Linked DNA regions of Zea mays: region 2 is linked to region 1. Evidence: chromatin contacts called from public Hi-C data. All regions are on one chromosome and are shown on one strand. Each heading gives the region's core, a stretch centred on a gene start, on an enhancer-like site or on the middle of the called end of the contact. The rest is flanking DNA. Distances are from core to core; before and after follow the strand shown.

Evidence for each region. A called contact is a pair of places that touch in the nucleus more often than the background predicts.
Region 2: a Hi-C map of tassel shows a contact between it and region 1, with 2.2 times the contacts expected there. The contact joins the promoter of LOC100277994 here to the promoter of LOC100281440 in region 1. A contact is called at or near these places in 4 of 25 Hi-C or Micro-C datasets (ear, leaf and tassel).

Annotation. Positions count from the first base shown.
Region 1 is chr2:241,882,697-241,886,279 of Zm-B73-REFERENCE-NAM-5.0, reverse strand. It overlaps LOC100281440, which reads left to right and starts at 1,960. Exons shown (of 11, transcript NM_001154358.2): 1 at 1,960-2,653. The coding sequence starts at 2,103.
Region 2 is chr2:242,198,606-242,202,188 of Zm-B73-REFERENCE-NAM-5.0, reverse strand. LOC100277994 reads left to right here and starts at 1,706. Exons shown (of 6, transcript NM_001367302.1): 1 at 1,706-2,863; 2 at 2,967-3,086; 3 at 3,487-3,583. The coding sequence starts at 1,730. LOC103648290 reads right to left here. Exons shown (of 5, transcript XM_035965603.1): 5 at 3,167-3,583. LOC100216644 (Peroxidase 73) reads left to right here. Exons shown (of 3, transcript NM_001143055.1): 3 at 1-388. The coding sequence ends at 246.

The DNA.
Region 1 (3,583 bases), core at 711-3,210:
CCTGAACAATGCTTTCCATGAAATTACTTTGTATATATTTGTTTTCTTCGAGGAAAGCACTCTATATGTATATGTATGTATGCATGCATGCACGCAACGTAGATAGGCACTCTAATTTTCTAGGCTTATTTTTTGCTATGACCTCGTAAGTCGTAAGCTATGCACGTAATCATTCTTAATATAAAACCAATCTTCGGTTCTTAAAATCATTTTTATCCATCGAATGAATGATAATAAATATAAACTACTTATATTTATAGGTTAATGAATGAATACATGTTTAGTTTAAAATGAATTATATTTTAAACAAAAGAAGTATATTTTTAAAACACCCATGAAGAAGAAGTAGTATTATACTTATGTCCTTCCACCATCCTTAAGTACGGAGTACGTGCATGGCTTGACCAGAAGATGGGAGTTTCCACCACATATATATTGCCTTTTATCAAGAACCAAACAAAGACCTTAATCTTTATAGGACATATTAACTTATGCAAAGACTTATTTAAAGGCATAAATGTTTTGTCTACTAGTTGCTACTACGTCACTTATACGGTAGAAACCCATTTCATTGAAAGCTTCCAATTGATATTAACATTTTCTTCATCATGGTGTACCAACGCAACTTTGGCAATTAAAATGTTCCGATTTTATAATTTCCCCCCACCAAAAGGTATAAGAGCATGTTTGGAAGCCCTCGATTTTTTTTAAAAAAAACTAGTTTTTGAAAACTAAGGTGGTTCCAAACATATCAGTTTATGCCCAGTTTATAGAAACTAGATTCCTAGTTTCTTAAAAACTAAGAAGAGTCTCCCCTGTCTAAAACTAGTTTATGAAAATTGAGGTGGTTCCAAACATCGTTAATCAGTTTTTTTTCATAAACTAGTTTCTAGAAACTAGAGATATAAACTGGATTCTTAAAAACTAGGTCGCTTCTGAACAGGGCCTAAGAAAACTTACATCTAATTACCATAGCAATGCTAAAGACATGTGTCATTAAGACATGTTTCTTTCTATATGAAATATGGACAGATATTTCCCTTTTTAAGAACATAGTTCTGTAGCCACTTACACTCCAAAACTTAATTTGGTTACCATCATGAATACTAAGGGCATGCTTGGAAGCACGTCAGTTTTATAAAAATCAGTTTATATCTCCCGTTTCTAGTTTTTTGATACACAATTACTAACATAGCCTTCATCTATTTTAAAAGTGGTGGCAATAAATGTAATTTTCATGAAACCAACAAGGGCATGATATAATTAAACAAACAAAAGTTGTTTTTAGCAACGGGAGAGTAGCCTCTTGGTTTTAAAAAAAAAATTAGAAACCCGATTTCTATAAACTGAGACGTCAACCGATATGCTTAGAAAGTTAGAACCACTCCACTTTCTATAAACCGGTTTCTTAAAAACAGAGTGCTTCCAAATAGGCCCTAAAATAAGAAAAAGGTTAATGAAGCAGTTTTTAACCTTTGTAGGACCTAAACAAAAGTGTGAATTTCCTATTTTCATTGGACTTTATCAGTGGTTTTATTTTCTAAGTATTATTTGTAAAAAATTGTTGACAAACTCTATATTTACTAATAAGTTTGTAAAGTCACTTAGTAGGTTGTAATTGTAACTCAAATTTTTGGTAAGAACAAGAACAAAGCTCTCCATTTTATCACTGTGTATCTATTCCTATGGTTGTTCGCTTCCAAAAAAGATCTAATTTATTTAGAGAATCATTCAGTACTATAAAAAGATAGCATGTATGTGACAAAAAGGCTGCTAAAAACAAAGCTAATTAAGACTAACCTACCACCATAAGATAAAACATTTTTTAAGACCAAAATGAAACGAAATGCGATGTGGGGTTTGACTGGTGGTTGGACTTTGGTTGTTGCCCCGTGGGCGAGGCGAGACTCACCTCCATGACATGTGGGCCACCCTTACGGTACCCGCGAAACCAACGACCGCCTCCCAAACAAAACGACAAGTAAAAAAAGGAAAAAAAAATAAAGCCCCCGACTCAGAATGGAGGCGGTCGTCGTCGTGGCCGCGGCCGTCGCCGTCGCCGTCCACCCGCTCCGCGCCCCGCCCTCGCGTCCCCGCCTCCAATGCCATTAACCCTACGCGCACGGCGGCTAGTGTTTCGTTCCCTCGTCCTCCTCCCACCCCTGGCCGTGACGATGCCGTCCTGGTGGAAGCGCTCCAAGTCCGCGTTCCACCGCTCGCCCGTCACCCCGTTCTCCTCCGCATCCACGCCGTCCTCTCCCGCGCGGGCGTCCACCTCGTGCGTCCAGCCCGGAGGCCGCGCCGGGAGAAGGGACCTCCTCGCGCCGCCCAAGCTCACCCGCCAGCGAAAGCTGCGCCACGTCGACGACCTCTACGTCGCGCTCGGGGACCTCCGCGTCGACGTCTCCGACAGGTCGTCCTCCTCCTCTCCGCCGCAGCAGAGGCGCCTCGCCACCGCCTCCGAGGCCATCGAGATCCCGGTACCCACCCTCGTCTCCAGGTCCGCCAGCGCCAGGGAGGGCGGCGCGCCGCCGCCCAGGTCCGCGTCCTCGCCCGTCCTCCACCCGCTGCCGCTGCCCTCGCCCAGGCCACCGGATCCGTCCGGGGCCGGGGCCGCCGATGGGTGGTGCGACAGGACGACGCACGCGCCCAGGTGCGGGCCATTTCTTCCTTTTCTTAGAAAAAATCCCCCCTTTTCTTCTTTCGCCCAATTTCATCTGAATTCAAACGGTTGGATATCTGGATGTGAAGCACGGCACGATTTGATTGCCCGGAGACTGTTATGGGGAGTGACATTCACGTGTGTAGAGGAAGTGCTACATTTGCAATTGACACTGTACGATCCTGTAGTTCCAACAATCGGTTGAGATGTTGCTTTCAGCCAGTAGCCGAAAGGCGTTTATGGTTATTCAGGGATTCTTAGCATTTATTGAGATGTGGAAATGTAGGAACGCGGGGGATTGGAACTGTCTCTGTACTAGAATGTTTCAACTGAATTTGAGACAGGATTTCTGGCACTTGACAATTGCTCAAACCGACATCTACTGCTATTGCCCTACAGTTCATCTGTCCTGGACAGAAATCAACAAAAGAGTGGCAAAGTCCTATCACTGTTTCATACCCTACATGAATCGGGCATGGTTTTTGTGGTGGTATATGAACATGTAGGATAGGCTAGGTGGTTTGAGTTAATTACAGGACCATTTCATCATTCATGAACTTTTACGGGAGAAGTGCATTTTTATGCACTAGGTTACTAACTTACTATCATCATGGGTTCATAATGAATCATACAATCAAGAAAGGTTTACATTGGAACATGCAATGTTTTTTTACATGGGAGTGACAAGGTGGATGTGTGACCATAAGGGTGACGAGCCGGATCGTGCAAACTGGGATTGTAAGGGAAAAAAAGGAGGCTGACAGATCCATCACCATTCACTTAACGCAAAACTTCCGGTTTTTTTGTGCTACTGTACTATTGACCATTTATGATGGTGTTTGGTTTTCTACAATTAAATTTAACTCACAAGTGCATAGAGACACTTGTCTGAGGAAAACTAGAGTTGCATCACATGACCAC
Region 2 (3,583 bases), core at 457-2,956, 320 kb before region 1:
GTGACGCCCGTCGCCTTCGACAACCAGTTCTTCCGCAACCTGCAGGCCGGGAAGGGCCTTCTGGCGTCGGACCAGGTGCTGCACGCGGACCCTAGGTCCAGGCCCACCGTCGACGCGCTGGCCCAGAGCAGCGTGGCGTTCGAGCGGGCCTTCGTGGAGGCCATGACGAAGATGGGCCGCGTCGGCGTCAAGACGGCCCGGGACCGGCAGGGCAACGTCCGCCGCGACTGTGCCGTGCTCGGCTGATTAATTAATAATACAGACAGGCCTTTCGATGTTTTTATTCAGTTTGCTCCGGACTTTTTAACGTACGTGCGTACGCACGGCGGATTGCCACATGCATGCACTGATACGTATCTATACGTATCGGATCGTGTCGTCTACTACTACAGCTGGGTACGTACGTCACTGGTGAATTGAAGTTTACACGTAGCTAGATTGATTGATTAGGTCCTTTGGCATTGGGAAGGAACGAAACAACCTACCACACTAGTCTCACCTAATACTGATTCTAGCGCGTCCGTATATCTAATCTAACGACTTTATACGCAAAAGAAATGTTATGGATTTATGGCCATCCTAGGACCGATGTACGTTTTAATTAATTTACAAAAGGTTTCGAAAGACATTGGCTAATATATAGCTAGTAGTTTAGAGATGAGCGTAATATATGCCGTGTGCATATACATGTACACGTGGACCGGTCTGGCCCGGCACGGCACAGGCCCACAAAAGCACGGCCCACAAAGGTACGGCCCACAAAAGCACATATCTAATTATGGGCCGTGCCGTGCCAGCACGTGTGCCCAGTCATCGGCCTACGGCACGACCCACAATTAGTTATGTGTGCCAGGCCGGCCCAAATAGCCCAAAATACCTTAATATGCCAGACCGGCCCATATACATACAACAGTAATACATCAACAAAAAGTATAATATATATATATATATATATATATATATATATATATATATATATATATATATATATATATATATATATATGACCAAAATAAAACTAAGATGTTTTGTGGATGCACATTATAAACCTTTGGTCAGAAAGAAAAAAATATTACAACTAGCTCATAAATTCTCTGTTTAGTGTTTAATTGAGTACTATACATCCATACAGAATACATATACAATGATCATCACTATTCACTATCCATATCTAGGTATTGGTTCTCGATGGCTTATTGAAGCTCTAGATTCTCCAAGTTATGCTAGTCATGTGGGCTTTGATGAACCTTAGTTAAATACTGAGTCTATATTTAGTGGGCCTCGGTGGGCCTTAGTTAAATGGGCCGTGCCAGGCCGGCCCGTGGGCTTGACATGAGGTCCAGGCACGGCCCACAATGTGGGCCGTGCCAACCCAGGCCCACAATTAGGTTGGGCCGTGCCAGATATGGGCCGTGCCAGAAATTGTGTGCTTTGGGCCGGCCTATTAGGCACAGCACAAATGTACACCTATACGTGTGCATCATCAGACCTTCAATTCTCGAGACCATAATTCAAAATATGTCCAAACGGTGATGAATCAGAACATCGTTGTGGTCAGTAAGATTAACTTTGCTATATAATATAAATTTTCTTAAATTTTAACAGTGTTTTGTTGCCAAACTGGATTCTGGGTCTGGAAGATCGAGACGCACGTACGTGCACAAGATGGAGCCTATAAATAAACAGTAAGCATCTCAGCCCATGCATTGACCTACTGCCAGCAACGACGATGCCACCCACATCGGTGGACGCCACCGTGGCCACGCCTGCGCTGGAGCCGCCCGCCCGCCGCCGCCCCGCGCAGCTCCCCAACGCAAGCGCCGGCTACGTCGCCGCCACGGCGCGGGGGGCCAAGGCCAAGGCCGTCGCCTCCCGCTACCTCACCCCTCCTTCCAAACCGACCTCCATCTCCAGTTCCTCCCCTGCCAAGTCGCCAGCACCGAAGACGCCCGCCTCCACCGGCGGGAGCGCCACCACGACGACACGGACGCTCGTGGTCGCGTTCCAGACGCCGACCTACTCCATGGAAACCGGCAGGGCAAGCCCCGCCTCCGCGCCGGAACCCCCAAAGAGGTCCGCGCCGCGCGCCAAGGTGTCCGACGCGAGCCAGAACACGTACCGGTGGCCGCCACCGTCTGCGCCGTGCGGCTCCAGGAGCGTGGAGTTCTCCGCCTCGAGCAGGAAGGAGGCTCAAACGATTGCCGCCGCGCCGTCGACGGCGCTCCGCGGGACGCCGCGGCGCGCGTCGGTGGACGGCGCCAACGAGTACCTGCTAGAGCTGTCCTCCGACACGGACAGCGCGTCGTCCGGCGGGGACGGCGGCGCGACCCGACGCAGCGCCGTCGGCTCGGCCCCGCGCCCGTCGCCGAGGGGCGCCATGAGCGCCTCCGCGCGGTTCACGCGCGACGCCACGGGGACCCGCTCCGAACGCTTCGCGTACTACCAGTACCAGGTCATGCCATCGCCGTCACGCGCGCCTGCCTCGTCGACTCCAGCATCGGCGCCAGTGAAGAAGAGGTCACTGTTCACCGGCTTGCTGTCTTCGCCGTTCAGCAGGGCGTCTCTGAAGCAGCCGTCGCCGAGCAAGCCAGTGGCCAGTGCGTTTAGGAGGAGGGGCGCGGACGACTCGTCGTCCCCGCCGGTCCGGCGCTCCACGGAGGTGCCTGCCTCCGCCGGGAACACGCAGGGCAAGGCTTGTCCTACTGGCTGTGGCGTGGACGGTGACGTGAAGCCGAAACTCCTGGCGGCGATCAAGGCCGAGGAGGAGCACCAGCTGAGACTACTCTACACCAGGGAGTCGCAGTGGCGGCTCGTGAATGCGCAGGCTGGAGCTGCCATCTCGTCGCAGACCGCGGGTGCAGAGGTGAGTGGCTGGCCTCCGTTCTGTTCGTATCAGTTGATTCAGTTCAATTCATCATTTGCATTTCGGTAACACAGCAGCTGATGGTTCTAAATGTTTATGACAGAAAAAATTGTGTGGCGCATGGATTTCCATCCTGAGGATGCGCAAATCCGTCGCCATTAGAAAGATGCAGCTCCAGCTGCTTCAAAACAGGTGCAAACTCATGGCGATTCTGAGAGGACACGTACGAAGATCATACGCTGATCCTTTGCTTCCTTTATACAGCTCAATTCTCCATCTGTTCCACAACACTGACAACCCATCTCACTGATAAAACGGACTTCATACTAGCTTGCAAATTAAAATGGCCATGACATGGTTCATGAAGATGCAACTATAATTGCTATCTTAAAGGTTAAAGCTCGTACACCCAGTTTGCCGCGCTGGAGTAACTAATCGCTAATTTATGACACTAGATTCGTTCTGAGTACACATTGTCCGCACAAAATCTGATAAAATTACAATATGCAGATGAAAGTACAAGCTATCTTCTTTTTATTCCTACGTATGTATTTACATTAACCAGTAGGGGTCGGGTCATTGACTGACCCCTCCTCCTGACTTCCTGGGGCTAAAAAACGCAGATGAAATACCTGGAAGAATGGCCCTTCTTGGAGAGGGGCCATGCCCATTCTTTGTCAGGAACTACACAGGCTCTGACTGCCACCGTCCTGCGCCTTC